Linked DNA regions of Mus musculus: regions 2 and 3 are each linked to region 1. The links are chromatin contacts, called in public Hi-C and Micro-C maps. All regions are on one chromosome and are shown on one strand. The core of a region is the stretch at or near the end of the contact, and the rest is flanking DNA. Distances in the headings are between cores, read along the strand shown. Region 1 holds the start of Rprm (reprimo, TP53 dependent G2 arrest mediator candidate). Region 2 has its middle 15 kb from the start of Gm38481. Region 3 holds the start of Galnt13 (polypeptide N-acetylgalactosaminyltransferase 13).

Region 1 (4,752 bases), core at 1,100-3,599:
TGAGTTATTCTAGGTATCAAAACCTTTCCATTAAGGTGAATTATTGCTGCACAATGATGGCACACACCTTTAATCCCAGCAGTAGAAAGGCAGAGGTAGGTGGAACTCCGTGAGTTCGAGGCTGGCCTGGTCTATAGATAGAGTTCCAGGACACGCAGAGCTACATGAGAAACTTTGCCTTGGGGGGAAAAAAGTGAAGCACCAGTCCATCTCGCAGCCAAATCATCATTTATTTCCCTGGAAATCAAGTTCTGTTATATGGGCATTTCCTAAACATTGCTATGCTACAGCCCCTAATACTTTCCACCAAACAGGTAAAGGGATGGGCTTTACTCTGCGGGGAAACTCTACACCGAAAATAGGAAAAAGAAACAAAAACATGACTCTAGGGATTGTTGTTTTTCTTCTTCTTTGGGGGGGAGGGGGCTGTTTTGTTTTGTTTGATAGAAAGAAAGAAAATTTCTAGTTAGCCCAGACTTCTTTAGTGCTAATAGGAAGTGACAGAGCAAGCTTTGTGCTAACTGGATTTGTAGTTCATTTCTATTTAACTACTCAATTTTACTGAACAAAATCCTAGGGCTGGGGAATCAAAGGAACAACACCATGGACCTGGGCTGTCTTATGAGGAGAGGCTTTGCCTTCTATGTCCGGGGTTTGTGTCAGTTACAGCTGAAAGAAAGAAAAGAAAATCTGTGCTCCCCAACTTCTTCTGATGATATTTTCTCAAATATGAGGTCTGGCTTTATGATCCATTAATAATAGATTTGACATATATATGAATTATATATAGAATTTATATATAGTATATGATTTTATATGTTGTATACAATATACTATACATATAAATGTATACATATATACATATACATATATACATATGTATATATATGTAAACTAGAGCAACTAAGCCACGGAAAGTATGGCTAAGTCCTGGGAGCCTGGTTCTTTGCTGTTCACACCTCTCTATTCTCAGTAATAAAAGAATCTAGACAGCTAGAAGAAACTGAAACTTCAAAAAAAAAAAAAAACTTGCCTAAAAGGCTCTCCTTTGTGCTTGAGGGATGGCAGCACGTTACAAGGATGCCAATAATGCCAGTACATTCAGAGGATCTGAATGTGGAATGAGTGATTCTTACAGAGGGAATTTAACAAGCAAGCATGGTGTAATTAGAAGGCTCTGTGCATGCCTATCATCACCAAAGTCAGGATTCTAAGGCTTTGATTGACCGATTCAAGGGACAGGAGAAAAGGGAAGGAGAAGAGAGGATCCTGTATCTTCTGGAGTCTAAAACAAAGTAGAAGTGGCCTGTGTGTAAGGCTCCTCTGGTAGCACTTATACCCAACAGCCACTATGGACTGAGTGTCTGCAGCTCCCCGAAATGCCTGCAGATTGCCTTGTGGTGAGGAAGGCAGGGTGGGTGGGAGCAACAGCTTCTGGAGGGAGGCGCCCAGCTGCTGGCCGACATTCTAGCTGATGGATGTAGATGAGCAATTCCCTTAAACCACTGATTTTCTGCCAAGGACAGAAAACACTGGAAGCTCATCCAAAAACTCCTCCGCAATTAAAGTGGCAATGAAGTGGTTGGTCACTCTGCCCACCTCCCTTAACAGAGAGGTGACCCTGTTCTTGGTAACCACCTCCACACACAAACCACAAAGAGAGCAAGCACCTCCTTAGACCTGCGCCTTGCCTGGGCCTCACAGCTCACTACAAACCCCGCTTTACTACACACGTAAGAGCTTTCCAAGTAGGGTGCGGACGTAGCTCTTTTATGATTTCTAAGGTTTTCCTCCATTCTCCCTTCCTTAAAACAACAATAACATCAGCAACACCCCCTACTTAAAAAAAAAAAAAAACGGGGGTGGGGGTGGGGAGAGAAGAAATTCCCAGTCTTCCCACCTGCCTTGTCTTCCAATACTCCACCAGAAAGCTTACAAGAACAGGCAGCAGCCAAACACAGGCAGCAGGCCAGTACCTTGACCAGCGCCATCTGGTACCTGTCCACCTTACATCTGCTCAGAGGTGATAGGGTGGCTTCGAAGGACACACTTAAGAGAGGGTGTGATCCGGGTCCTCTGCAACTTTCAGCCTTTCTCTCCAAGTTCTTTACTTGCTCTTCAGATCAGGAGTGCATAGTGAACCCTGCCTAGCCCTTGGAAATGCAGAAGGCACAAAGCCTGCTGCTAGGTTAGCTCCTATCTTAGCCGCCCCTCTAAGCCGAGCGGGCGCAGCAAGGCTCTATCACCAGCAGGGGCCGCTGTTCGCTTGGAGCAGGAGCCGGGCCACCGCCAAGGCCCGCGCCTCCCACGGCCCCTCCGGCCCAACCCGCCAAGTTCCAAGAGCTCCCAGTCGTGCGAGCGCCGGGAACGAGCACTGCCTGGGCAGAACACAGCGCACAGGAGCCAGCTTGCGGCGCGCCCTGAAGAGGTTCTTGAGACACTTACGGACCTGGGACTTTGAAAGGGAGACTGAGGAGCCCTGCGCGCACAAGTGATCAAGCCAGCGCTCCGCCGGGCACCTGTTCGTCCCGCGCTACAGCCACTCTGGTCCCCACCCCTCCGATCCTCGCCTTCCCGGCTCCCGCTTGCTCTCGTGATGAATTCAGTGCTGGGCAACCAGACCGACGTGGCTGGCCTGTTCCTGGTCAACAGTAGCGAGGCGCTGGAGCGCGCGGTGCGCTGCTGCACCCAGGCGTCGGTGGTGACCGACGATGGCTTCGCCGAGGGAGGCCCCGACGAGCGCAGCCTGTACATCATGCGTGTGGTGCAGATCGCAGTCATGTGTGTGCTCTCGCTCACTGTGGTTTTTGGCATCTTCTTCCTTGGCTGCAACCTGCTCATCAAGTCCGAAGGCATGATCAACTTCCTAGTGAAGGACCGGAGGCCGTCTAAAGAGGTGGAGGCAGTGGTCGTGGGACCCTACTGAGTGGCCCTCGGGTCCCCCTCGGCGGGTGCCTCCCTTCTGGCACCTCCAGTACTCCGCCAGCCGCGATGCACCCCTCACCATCACGGACCGAGCAACGCAAACCTGTCGGAGTCAGTTTTTTTCTCTTGACTTCTGCCTTTGGGGAAAAAGTGACCGATTTCTGATAGCTCTTCGAAAGGCCCCAAGCAAGACTGTACAGGAGGAGCGCCCAGACTTCGGGATACAGCAGCAGGTGGCAAAAGCAGGGCGCAGAACTTTGGGAGTGGCTGCTGGCGTGGGATACTGGGAGATGAACCAGGCGGCGAAGGCCCCTTTCCACCTGCAGGTGGGCTCAGCACTGGGGACAGCTTGAGAGGCCGAGCAAGGCGGGGTGTGGATGGGTGTGTATTCAGAGGCCCAGTGACCGGAAAAAGTGACTGTTTATTCGCCACGCTGCAGACCTAATTGGGAAGGAACATAGATGCGTGTGGGTTTTGCGACCTACTAAGAGAGTGAAACTTTGATCGATAGTAACCTGTGGTTTTAGGGGATTTGTGTTAGTTTGCTTGAATACAAATATTTGATAAGTCTTTTGTGTCCTAGTGGCCTGTTTGCCTGCCTGCGGGTTAGAGTTTTTTGTCATTCTGGGAGAACGGGTGGGGGGAGGGGAGTCTGAGACTGTGAATGGGGTAAGTGCTTTCTTTTAGTGCATTTCCAGCTGGGTCTTTATGGGAGGCTAGCGCTCCAGCTACGCCCGGGACAAAGATCCAGAGTAGAATTCTTAGCTCCTGTCTGCACGGTTTACGCCACAAAAGTGCTCTTGATATCCGTGACACCGTTTGACTCTTTTTCTTATTTAACATTTCCTTAATAAATGCAACATTTAAGTGTTTTGTTTCTGGCTTCCTGGTAGTCATTCTGTTCTCCTGGAGGAGGGGAAGGTCGGCTGCGCAGCTTCTGGGTCCCAGCCAGAAGGTTTCGCCTGGCCATAGCTGCGATTCTACTTCATAGATCCTTAGATCCATGGAGGGGAGGAGGGGCTGGACAGAGAGCCCAGGGATTTGTGACACACACGAAGCCCCAGGCATAAAAGCCATCTCGAAAACAGCGGCCTTTGTTTTCTCGCATATTTATGATTTAAAATTTCATTTCGTTTCGAATGTCAGGTAGGTTCTCGCGGGAAATTACACTTCCGTGCCAGGCTCCTCGGGGAACTCTAGGTTACCCCGCTAATGAAAGGAGGAGACAGCCAAGCCAGTCTTTAGGGAGAGCATCTTTTCCCCTACCCACGTCAGCAGGAAGGCAAGGGGATGTTGCCCCAGAAAAAGAAAAGTACAGATTCCCAGGAAAAGTAGTGGTCAAAGTTCTCAATACCAGCCAGGGTAAGCATTGTCTCCAAGTCAGAAGGGCTTAGTTGTTTTTGACGTATTATGGTTTCTAGAGAAAGGAAGATAAGCGAGCGTGAAGCAATGAGAAATGTTTGAGGTGATGAATTAATCATGGGTACATGTATTAAAGCATTATATTGTGTCCTGTTAACATATGCAGTCCATCAATTAAGTAAAAATAACACACACACACACACACACACACACACACACACACACACACACAGAGAGAGAGAGAGAGAGAGAGAGAGAGAGAGAGAGAGAGACTCCAAACATCTGTCTTCATCTTAAGTCAGCCATCCATTGGCCTGGGCCAAGCAGAGGGCTCAAAGGAGTTAGCTGCAGACTACTACAAACCAAACTAGAACACATGGCTGGCATGGCTATAGATTAGATGGGGGCCACACAGACACATTTAGGGCCCAGAAACTGAACAATGTTAAAAAGAAGGGCCTAGGA
Region 2 (4,752 bases), core at 954-3,453, 400 kb after region 1:
AGGTACAGTCCACTATCATCAAGACTAAAGTATGGAATATACACAGGCACGATTCAGGAGGAATTGAGAGTTCTATATCTTCATCTGAAGGCTGCTAGGAGAAGACTGGCTTCCAGGCAGCTAGGATGAGGGTCTTAAAGTACACATCTCTAACAAGACAATACCTCCTAATAGCACCACTCCCTGGGCCAAGCATATTGAAACCACAGTTTCAAACCTTACTCATGCTTGATTTACACACTTTCCATGTGCATTTGATGCATCTCTTTTGAAAGATGTTGGATAATAATTGGTGATGATAACTTTGATAGATGTGTTGGTCATATACAGATACAAAGCAAGCCTTGGAGGATGGATACATGAAAGCAACTCAGAACCCAGAAGAAGGAGCTCAGAGAAGCCTGATTTAGCAGACCTCTTCTGGGAGGAAACTGAGGTGTAGCCTAGAATGAAATTGGGCTTAGGCATACAAAGGGCAATGAAAGGTTGAGCATTGTGTTCTAGAAGGAGACTGCCAGTGGATATTAAGAAAATAAAGTCAGGAGGAAATCAAAGGCAGCTTCTCAGCTTTGCCTAAGGCTAGGCTTGTTTCTAAGTTTAGCAAAGGTGAGAGCTGATTAGTGTTATTAACATTACAGCAGAGGGATAAACAGCTGTACTTACCCACTCTTTACAGGTCGTCTCTCTATTCATCCATACAGAAGACGCAAGGAGAAAATTCACTTCCAGAAATAGGAAAAGGAGGGGTTATGTATTCTTATGCACACCTAGATAAAAATGTTGAGAATACTTATACACAAGGTCAGGGAATTTTATTTAATATAAAATGACTGCTTTGTGACTTTGGTGGAAAAATAATGGAGCCACTTAATTTATGCCTTATCAAAATGGGAAATTATAAGTTAAAGACATTGGACACCAGGATTTGAGATAACTTTCAACTAGCTTCAATGCTCTTCTTGTGAGTCTGTTCTTTATAATCTTCTTTTTAAATTCATTTTCTTCCATCTTAACTGTCAAAATAGAAAGGATGTCCTGCCTAGTAATTAGTCTAAGTGTGGAGAGAGCTGTAAAAGGTATCCAGAAACCACAGAACCTCCGGATTAATGCTGCTTGGTTTCAAATGTAAACAATGGGCAGCGATATGCATTCTAAATGACAGAAACAGCCAGACAGTCAGTCAATAGCTTTCTTTGACACTTATTGTGTGCAGAGCGCCATGCCTGGCTGCTGTCTGAGAAATAAAAGAAACACAAGACAGCCTTATCTTCCAGCTCAGAGGGCCACAAATCTCAATATATCAGGACTCTTCGGGAAGTCTGATCCAGGAGGACAGGAAAGAGCCATTTTGCCAGACTCCATGACAACTGTTAGAGACTGAAATTGTATCTGTTACCAACAAGTGCAATACCATGCTGCCCTAAATTTCAAGAGAACAATTAATTTTAGAAGACTGAAGTCCTAGTTTTTCCCTACAAAAGTCATGGTTTTGTCTGTTCACTGGTATATCTCTATCAAGAAAAAAACCATAGTCCATGAAAAACAGTCCCTCAGTGGTTTAAAACTCCTGGGTCAAATCAGCATGAGCTCTTCTTTATGGGACCACATGACTACAAAAACAGGGGGCCTTTGAGCCCCATACTGGTAGACTCTTCCCTACTAACAGCAGCAATTATATTAGTCACAAACTTTGACCATCCTAGGCAAAGACTGCTCAGATGAGTTACCTATTTAAAGATGAAAAAAATTACCCAGTTTAATAATTTCATGCAGACTTAAAACTCACTAGTAATTTCAGCACCAACTAAAGATGTGGCTGAGTTGGTACAGAAATATTTTGAGGCTGACATGAGAATCGATATCATACTAATCAGGGCAGGCTGTGGAGTAGATACACAGAACAAGCATGACTCACAGGGTAGAATTATAAACAACTTCATTTTTATTTCACACTGTCTCTTCAAATTTATTCTCTTGGGTTAGTACTGCCATTGCCTCCAGTTGAACAATTGCACAGCCCCATTATTTTTTCTGGGCACTCTTAGGTAATAAAAAAGCCGGAGAGTTACTTTAAATCACAAAACATTTTATTTCGGTAATAAATCAAAAGTCCCAACCTGAATTAAAACTGAAGCTTCTCCCTTCCCACAGCAGAGGCCTGGAGTAGGAGGAAGCCCACATGGTGCGTTGTGTTTCTGTGTTCTAGCAACATCTTAGATAAGGAAACCTGGAGGAGATCCCATGCAGTTCTTAAGAGATGGTGTTTGAGCAATATTCTTGTGAGTTTCACTACTGGTCCTCACTGAATCTGCTAAATATCAGGTGAGGTCTTTTGTGGGTTATTCTGAACTTAACTATACACAAACTCCGTTGTGTATATGAATACAGAGATCTCTCATCGCCAGGCACTTGGCAACCTCTCCAGGTTACTCTGTTGTTTGAAGGTCACTCTTTGTGCTATCTTCTTAGACATAAGGTCATCAAAGCTCAGTACTCTCTGAGTGTGAGACTCACATCTGTGCCCCACCCCACTCTCAAACAAATCCCATCACTTTACTACATTGATTTACGCATTCTCTAAAGACTTGTTGAGCTTCCATTAGGTCCCAAGCTCTTTAAAAACGCACATCTGCTGAAATATACATGAGCCTTCCGGCTTAAAGTGAATCTTTCCCAAGGGTTATGTGCATTTTAAAGTGACTATTTTTAAGCCATATGAATAAACCACATCATCCTAATTACAGAGATGATAATATTCAAAACCAAGTCTCAAAAGTTTGTGTGGAAGGTATCCTGGGGTCATGGTGTATTTTGAAGAGTGAGACCATAGGGCTCTGAACCTCCTTTGTACAAGAAATCATGTGATTTATTTATATTGTGTGGTTATTTGCAAAAACAAGGGGTATCTATTGGATTAAAAAGAATTAAGTAGTTAAACCCATCCAAGCTATTCCTTGAGTGGTTTTATATAATCAATACTTATATTTCTGTTTTTGTGTTGATCAACAGCAATAGACTATCATAACTAATTTAAAAACAACATAGTATCATATATTTGTGCTAGAGAATACCCTAAACAGTATCAAAGTTTCTGTGCACATCCCTCTCCTGTTCTTGTGTGTGGGAAGTTACTTCCATCTTCAGATGACTTCTGCTAGATAAGACAGCTCTGTGCACATCTACGGAAACCTCAGTAATGTTATCTCTTAGACCAGCCATTAGACCAGCCATTTAGACCAGTTATCTTGCAGGCACAGCGTCCACGGTAAAAGGCTAAATTTTCATATGGCGTGTTATTTTAGTGAGAGAAATGCAATCTGGTCAATCTTGAAAAGTGTGATTCAGGAAAGAAAAAAAAAAAGACAAGAGGCTAATCAAGGCCCTGCCCCTCATCATTTTCCAGGAATCCTTATGCAAAGGTACTTGACATTTTAAAGAGTCTCACAGTATTCCATCTGAACGCTTGGAAAGAGCATCAGCTGACTCAGAGCTTGCAGCTAGGGTGTTTGAGCAAGAGTCAGGAAGCCAATGTACCCAGAGTATACCAAGGAAGTCTGGAAAAAAGGAGAAGGAAGTAAGGAAGAGGGAAGGGGGTAAAGGGAGGAAAGGAAAGTAAGAAGTTAGTGGAGGACAGTGGTTCCTATGCATCCCTGAGTGTTAATCTGGATCACTTGGGGATTGCTGAGCAGATGTCAGTAATACAGCAACAACAATAAAATGGAATCAGCATTTTGGGAATCATAGCCCAACAACAATCAAATACTTCTTTTTTCATTCTTATTCCGCCCCCCCTCTGAGTATGTGTGTGTGTATACATGTGTTATAGCATATATGCATGTGCACATAAAAATCATAAAACCATTTTTCATCACTTGAGTCTTGGGGATTGAATTCATATCATCAAGCAGTGCAACAAGCACCTTTATACACTGAACCATCTTGCCAGCCCAGTATCAGTATTACTTTGAACCTCAAAACATCTTAGCTAATGTAAGAAGTAGTAAGAATACCTTTACTACTTAATACAAGACTTGAGGTCTGACTTAAAAATAGGAAGCCACTAAAATAGTCTAACTAGTAGGCTGGCCTAACTTGGGTTTTCAGCCAGTCTTCCTGACCACTACTATGTTGAGAATGGGTTCTAAGAAGTCAGAGTCAAGAGCCAGATTCAGAATGTGTTTGCAAATATAGACAGCAATAGCTTGATGCAGTGCAGAGGTAGGGATGGTGCAAAAGTCTCAATTCCAAACATACTTGAAGAGAGCATTGGCAAGGTTTTATGGTGCACCTAGATATGAAATACAAGAGGAAAGCAAAACAAGGAATGCACAGATGGTTGGCCCAAGCATATTCTCCCCTCTGGTAACTTCTGCAAGTGCCTGCCATTCTTGTAGCCACTTCCCTTCCCCCCATTCTGATTATTCCTCTCTCCCCAACATCCTCTCACCTTCCATTACTGCTTCACAAATATTGTCCTTATGAAAATGTCTAAGGATATATGGTCTTTTTCCTTTAAAAGCTTTGAACTTTTATTTAAAACAATATAAGATTTTGCAAGATCATTCAATGTATAAAAAGGAATTTATAGCTGAATTTGTTCCCTGGATCCCACAGCAGAAGGAAAGTATTGACCCTTGTGAGCTGTCTTCTGGTCTCCACATATGTGCCATGACACATGTACAAACACACATGCACACACACATTCATCTCAAATAGATAAATGTAATTAAAATGTAAAACAAATAAAACAAT
Region 3 (4,752 bases), core at 1,437-3,936, 350 kb before region 1:
AAAAAGAAGCAGAGAATTCTGCCCCCACATCCACCCTCCTAATTCTCAACTCTCCCTTACAGAAGACGAACAGAAACAGGAGCAGAGTGGTAGAGGTAAATTTGATTCTAGGAAGAAGGTTCATTAGCATAGTTGAGCTGTTTAGAATCTTGACATGACCTGCACTCTAATCCATTAACCAACAGGTTTTCATTAAATGCTTGCTTCCTCACACTTCCAATGCCTACATGTCAGAGAGCACTGGTTCCACTCATGACTTTCTGTTTCAGAACTAATCTATACTGGCAACACACTGCAGCCCCTTCTTTTTTTTTTTTTTTTTTTTTTTTCCTGTAAGCCTGGTCTGATACAAAGTGCCCCTTATTCACATGTACCTTACATCCTGAAATAGGATGGGCAACAAAGAAAATAATTTAAAGCCTTTGTTTAATCATGCAAGAGCAGCCATCCAAATTCTCAATGGAGTTGAAGGTAATCAAGGGAATAAAAAAAGGAGTTGAGAAATCCTGGTTTGTGACGAACGTGGAAAAAAAATGCACCTTTCTTAAACCTTCAAAACCTGCCTTGGGCAATGGACATTCTCCAGATCCATCTATCTCTGAAGTCAAAGGGAGAGGGTTTCAATATTACCAATCTAATTCTGCAGCAGAGGAAGACTGCAGATCAAGAAAGAATAGATTAGGAGTGCAGTCGCAAAAGTCAATGAGGAAAAGGAAAGAATGTGTATGACAAAGGAAGCGAGACCCTTGGAGGAGAGAAGCCCAAAAGTGAAGACCAGTAGTGTGAGCTTACTTTTCAAAATTCTCAGACCAGCAGGTTTCTTTAACACTAGAGGGCATGAACAACAACAACAACATAAGCAGTGTGTGCGTGTGTGTGCGTGTGTGTGTGTGTGCGTGCGTGAGAGAGAGAGAGAGAGAGAGAGAGAGAGAGAGAGAGGCTGATTAATTTTGAGCAACAAATTTTGCCAAAAGCTGGGGACCCCCCCCCCAAGGCCACAAAAAATGCCATAGGGGTGGTCAAGTACCCTTAATCCTGCAAATAAACCTGTAAGCTACTCTGGTGAGAGAGGCTGGTGTATCTCCAGGGGACACTGCTCTCCTAAAGGCTGAGTGTGAAATGGTTGAGGCAGAGCTCCTTTCTCATTAGCAATGCATTTACCTCATGCAAGCATCCACCTTTTGACATTTGCCTGGCCTTAATCCCTAAGATTCTATTTGCCCATCCATGGAATAGTCTCCCCTAGCTATCTGGAAAGCTGCAAATGAAGACTCTCCACCTGGAAATTCAGCTAACCACAGTCCAAGGCACAGGGCAGGTGAGGGGCTCTCACTCTCTCACACTGCTTTTGCTGGTCAGTCCAGAAGCCTCCGCGGACTGGGTTCCCATGGCGCCGTGCCCTTGGACCTTGGGTGGGAAGGCTGGAGCGACACCCTCCGTTCCAGCCCCTGAACCTCTCATTCAGCTCCAAGGCAGCCCAGATGCAGGAAAGCTGCTTCGCTCCCGCCTGCCCAAAGGCGCAAAATAAGGAGGTCTGTGCATCTGGGAGTTCCCAGAACAAGAGCATCTATGGATTAGCAAACTGGGAGCAGGGGAAGAGACAGGCAACGAGGGGCTTAAACACAGAAAGAGAGAAACACTGCACGAGAGACAAACGAAAGAAACAGTACATCAGCGATTCTATGACAGCTCAAGAAAGACCGGAGCAAATAGAATGAAAGAGAAACAGACGCAAGGATGGTGCATATGCACTGGAACCAAAAGCCTGAAAGAAAATCAGACCTACAAACTGAGTCAGTGACAGAGGCATACAAGAGGAGAATGTGACTCTGGGCGGCTGGGGCACTAACAGAAAGAGCAAGCTGTCGAGGAAAATATCCAAGAACCAGAGCATGCCCGGTGTCAAGAGTAGTAGCACCCGCAGCATCAGCATCGCACACAGGGGTGCCCGCTGCTGATACAGAAAGTTGCCTAGGAAGGGACGCTAAGGCACTTAAGGCACCGGAGAGCGCCCCCAGGGCGTGGATAGGGACCTGCGCATCCCAGCTCAGAGGGTAGCGGGAAAAGCCTAGAGGAGGGCGGGCGGGCGGGCGGGCGGCTGCAGAAAGTTCTGCGCCTCTCCATCCTTCCGCCGCGCCTGCAGCCTCGGGCTGCCGAGCTCCCGGGTCCCCAGAGACAGACTCTCCAGATCCACCGGCACCCGTGCCCCTACCCTGCTGGGCTTCTGCGCCCTGCCACTCACCGGCGGGACTTTGCGGCGCCCAGCCGGACTCTCCTGCGGTCCGAAAGGGGTCCGTCCCAAACCGTCACCAAGAAGAGAAGAGAGAGAAGAAAGACTGAGACCTGCTACGGTGGCTGTCGATCCCGCGGAGAGAGCTCGGCGGTCCGCGCACGGGATGCTGCCTGGATCCAGCCCGACCAGTGGCCGGCTGCGCCGAGAGCCGCGCTCACCTGGAGCCGCCGCCGCGCGCAGCCCCGGCTCCCGCCCGCGCCTCTCTTCACACTTCTCGGCGAGCAGAGCGAGGCGGCCCGGGCCTCGGCCAGCCCCGGAGATGCTCCCTCATAGCGCGGCAAGCGGCCGCGAGGCTCCGAGAGCGCTGCCAGGAGGCGCCCAGGCCAAGGAGGCGCAGGAGACACGGAGCGGGGCTCCTAGCACATTGTCACCTCGGCAGAGCCGCCACCGCCTGGTCACTTGGCCCCCGCCCCCTCTGCCGGGCCCTCCCCCTCCCGCAGCCCCAGCCCGGAGGCCTGTCACTGGGCTAGGATCATTTACGTAACCAGCACCCCGGTCCTCCTCCCGCCCGGCTCCCGCTCCTCCCCGGGCTGGGGCGCTGCGCACCCGAGCGCGCTCCAGCTGCTCCCGGAGCCGCGGCTCCTGCGAGGCGCACAAGTCCCGCGATACTTGGCAGGCACGGCCCCCAAAAGCAACTGTGGGGTCGCCTCCTAGCCCGGAGAGTGTGTGGACATCGCCGCCAGCCCTGACCCCCACCCCCACTGCCCCGGCACAAAGCCCAGTTGCGATACCCAGTGCTCGCCCCTGCGCTAGCGAGTATCGGAGAAGAGAACCAAGGACCTGGGGACTGCCCTCGGGGAAAGTTCCAGAAACCGCACCCTGCCGGTCAGTTCTTTGGTAGAGAGATGCAGCCAGTGACTTGGGGCTTAGGCTCTGAAGCAGAAGAGATAGACAGACTTTGGTGTCTTCTCCTTTAAGGTTTAGATTCCCTAACAAGATCCTGGGACTCAATGCCTCCCGCCCCCCCCCCCCCGAGACCTGTAATTGAACCCTATCTCAGAGAGAGCGCTCTGGTGTAATCTTCGGGGTGGGGGTAAGGAAAAAAAGGGGGGCTTTGAATCTCTCCTTCAAAGGTGTACATAGCCAAATTAATGTGTAAGTATAAGGTAACAGAAGATCTGCCGTTCTAAACACGGTTACAATATATGTAGCATTTTAGAAGAGTGTCTCGCACAAGGCACAGCTCCAATATTCAGGCAGTGGGATCTGGAAGACTCCGTGGGAATATACCCCTCCCTCACTGCGGCGTGGGGTAATTCAGGAAACCTGGGGGTGCTGAGGTCAAGAATCTGCTTAGTTGCTCATTCGCCCATTTGGTCCTTGATTTTGTTCATTTTTTTACATCTTATTTGTAAAAAGACAAGTTCTTCTTACAGTACTCTTATGAGGCGTGACTTATTTGGCGCAATAGGGGACAATATGACAGCTACTTCAAAAATATTAAGAGCTATATTGTGCAAACATATGAAACTATTAATTATAATGTAATGTGTCAATGATGTTCTTGATTATACTCGGGAGTAGCAATTTCTAGAGATTTAGCTTTGCATCTTTTTATGAATTAATTATCGATCTAAATTAGTATAATCACATTAAATGTTCCTTCCACACTGTCATATCCTGCTACTATAAATATAGAGCATCAACTTGCAATTCCAGCTGTTAGAGAAGCTGGGGTAATAGTATGACTTGAACCCAGCTGTCGATGACCAAGGCAATATAGCGATACCTGTATCAAAATAAAAATTAGCAATAATTATGAACCATTTAACCGGGGTTAACATTTAATATATGTGATAGGATACAAGGTCACACTGATAACACCAGGGAGTTTCAAGAATTTGTCTTTATTATTCTCACTTGTGACTTCCAATGCTGACATCAGGCCGTTTACCTCCGTGACACATTGAGAAATGCCATGGACCAACAAATGAAAGATGACTGTTCAAATGCGGGCACAATAACTTACCACTCATGTGTGTCCTTGAGAGACATATAGCCCCCCACCTTTACATTTGTCATTGCTATAAAAAGAAGCAATACTGTTTCACAACCTCTGTAATAATACTTAACTTGGGCAAGATTCATAAATCTTGTTGGCAAAAGTTATGTATGTAACTGGTATTTATGGAGTCCCGATGTGCCTTCTAGAAATTATTAGCTTTTGCTGCAGAACACATCATCTGAAGTCTTAATGGCCTAAAACAATAAACATCTGCAATATCCCCAAGTTCTCAGGCTTGTCAAGGAAGGCTTCTTCCAGGCATGCCTCTGTTTGAGCAGCCTATGTCTTGATGGAAGAAACTGCAAAGCAATATTGCAAAGGATGAGGAGAATCATTTAAGTCTATTTTTGTCACCTAACGCGGGTTCTTAATTAGCAGGGGATAAAAATTACTCGTAGTGGATGAATCTGAACATAACATTTCACCAAGTAATCAAAGTTAGAATCGACAAGTG

Evidence for each region. Hi-C and Micro-C count contacts between places; a contact is called where the count stands out from the background.
Region 2: a Hi-C map of uterus shows a contact between it and region 1, with 4 times the contacts expected there. The contact joins the enhancer-like site here to the promoter of Rprm in region 1. A contact is called at or near these places in 15 of 39 promoter capture datasets (the C10 cell line, HPC-7-derived erythroid cells, cranial neural crest and 10 more), 2 of 15 datasets of contacts at CTCF or cohesin (large pre-B cells and pro-B cells), 10 of 484 Hi-C or Micro-C datasets (liver, nephron progenitors, neural progenitor cells and 2 more), 10 of 115 datasets of contacts at active chromatin or transcription factors (bone marrow-derived macrophages, craniofacial prominence, differentiating embryonic stem cells and 7 more) and 1 of 9 other capture datasets (macrophages).
Region 3: a Micro-C map of embryonic stem cells shows a contact between it and region 1, with 6 times the contacts expected there. The contact joins the promoter of Galnt13 here to the promoter of Rprm in region 1. A contact is called at or near these places in 3 of 39 promoter capture datasets (cranial neural crest, maxillary cranial neural crest and second pharyngeal arch cranial neural crest) and 4 of 484 Hi-C or Micro-C datasets (all in embryonic stem cells).

What each region holds. Positions count from the first base shown.
Region 1 is chr2:54,083,149-54,087,900 of GRCm38.p6, reverse strand. It overlaps Rprm (reprimo, TP53 dependent G2 arrest mediator candidate), which reads left to right and starts at 2,349. Exons shown (of 1, transcript NM_023396.5): 1 at 2,349-3,808. The coding sequence starts at 2,597. The coding sequence ends at 2,926.
Region 2 is chr2:53,679,267-53,684,018 of GRCm38.p6, reverse strand. No RefSeq gene overlaps it. Among named protein-coding and RNA genes, the nearest start is that of Gm38481, 15 kb to the left of the region's middle. Within about 2 kb of position 2,203, at least 10 of the 459 cell types and tissues checked have an H3K27ac peak or open chromatin away from gene starts, as enhancers often do. A contact at or near this core is called in uterus, where this site is marked.
Region 3 is chr2:54,434,321-54,439,072 of GRCm38.p6, reverse strand. Galnt13 (polypeptide N-acetylgalactosaminyltransferase 13) reads right to left here and starts at 2,686. Exons shown (of 13, transcript NM_173030.2): 1 at 2,344-2,686.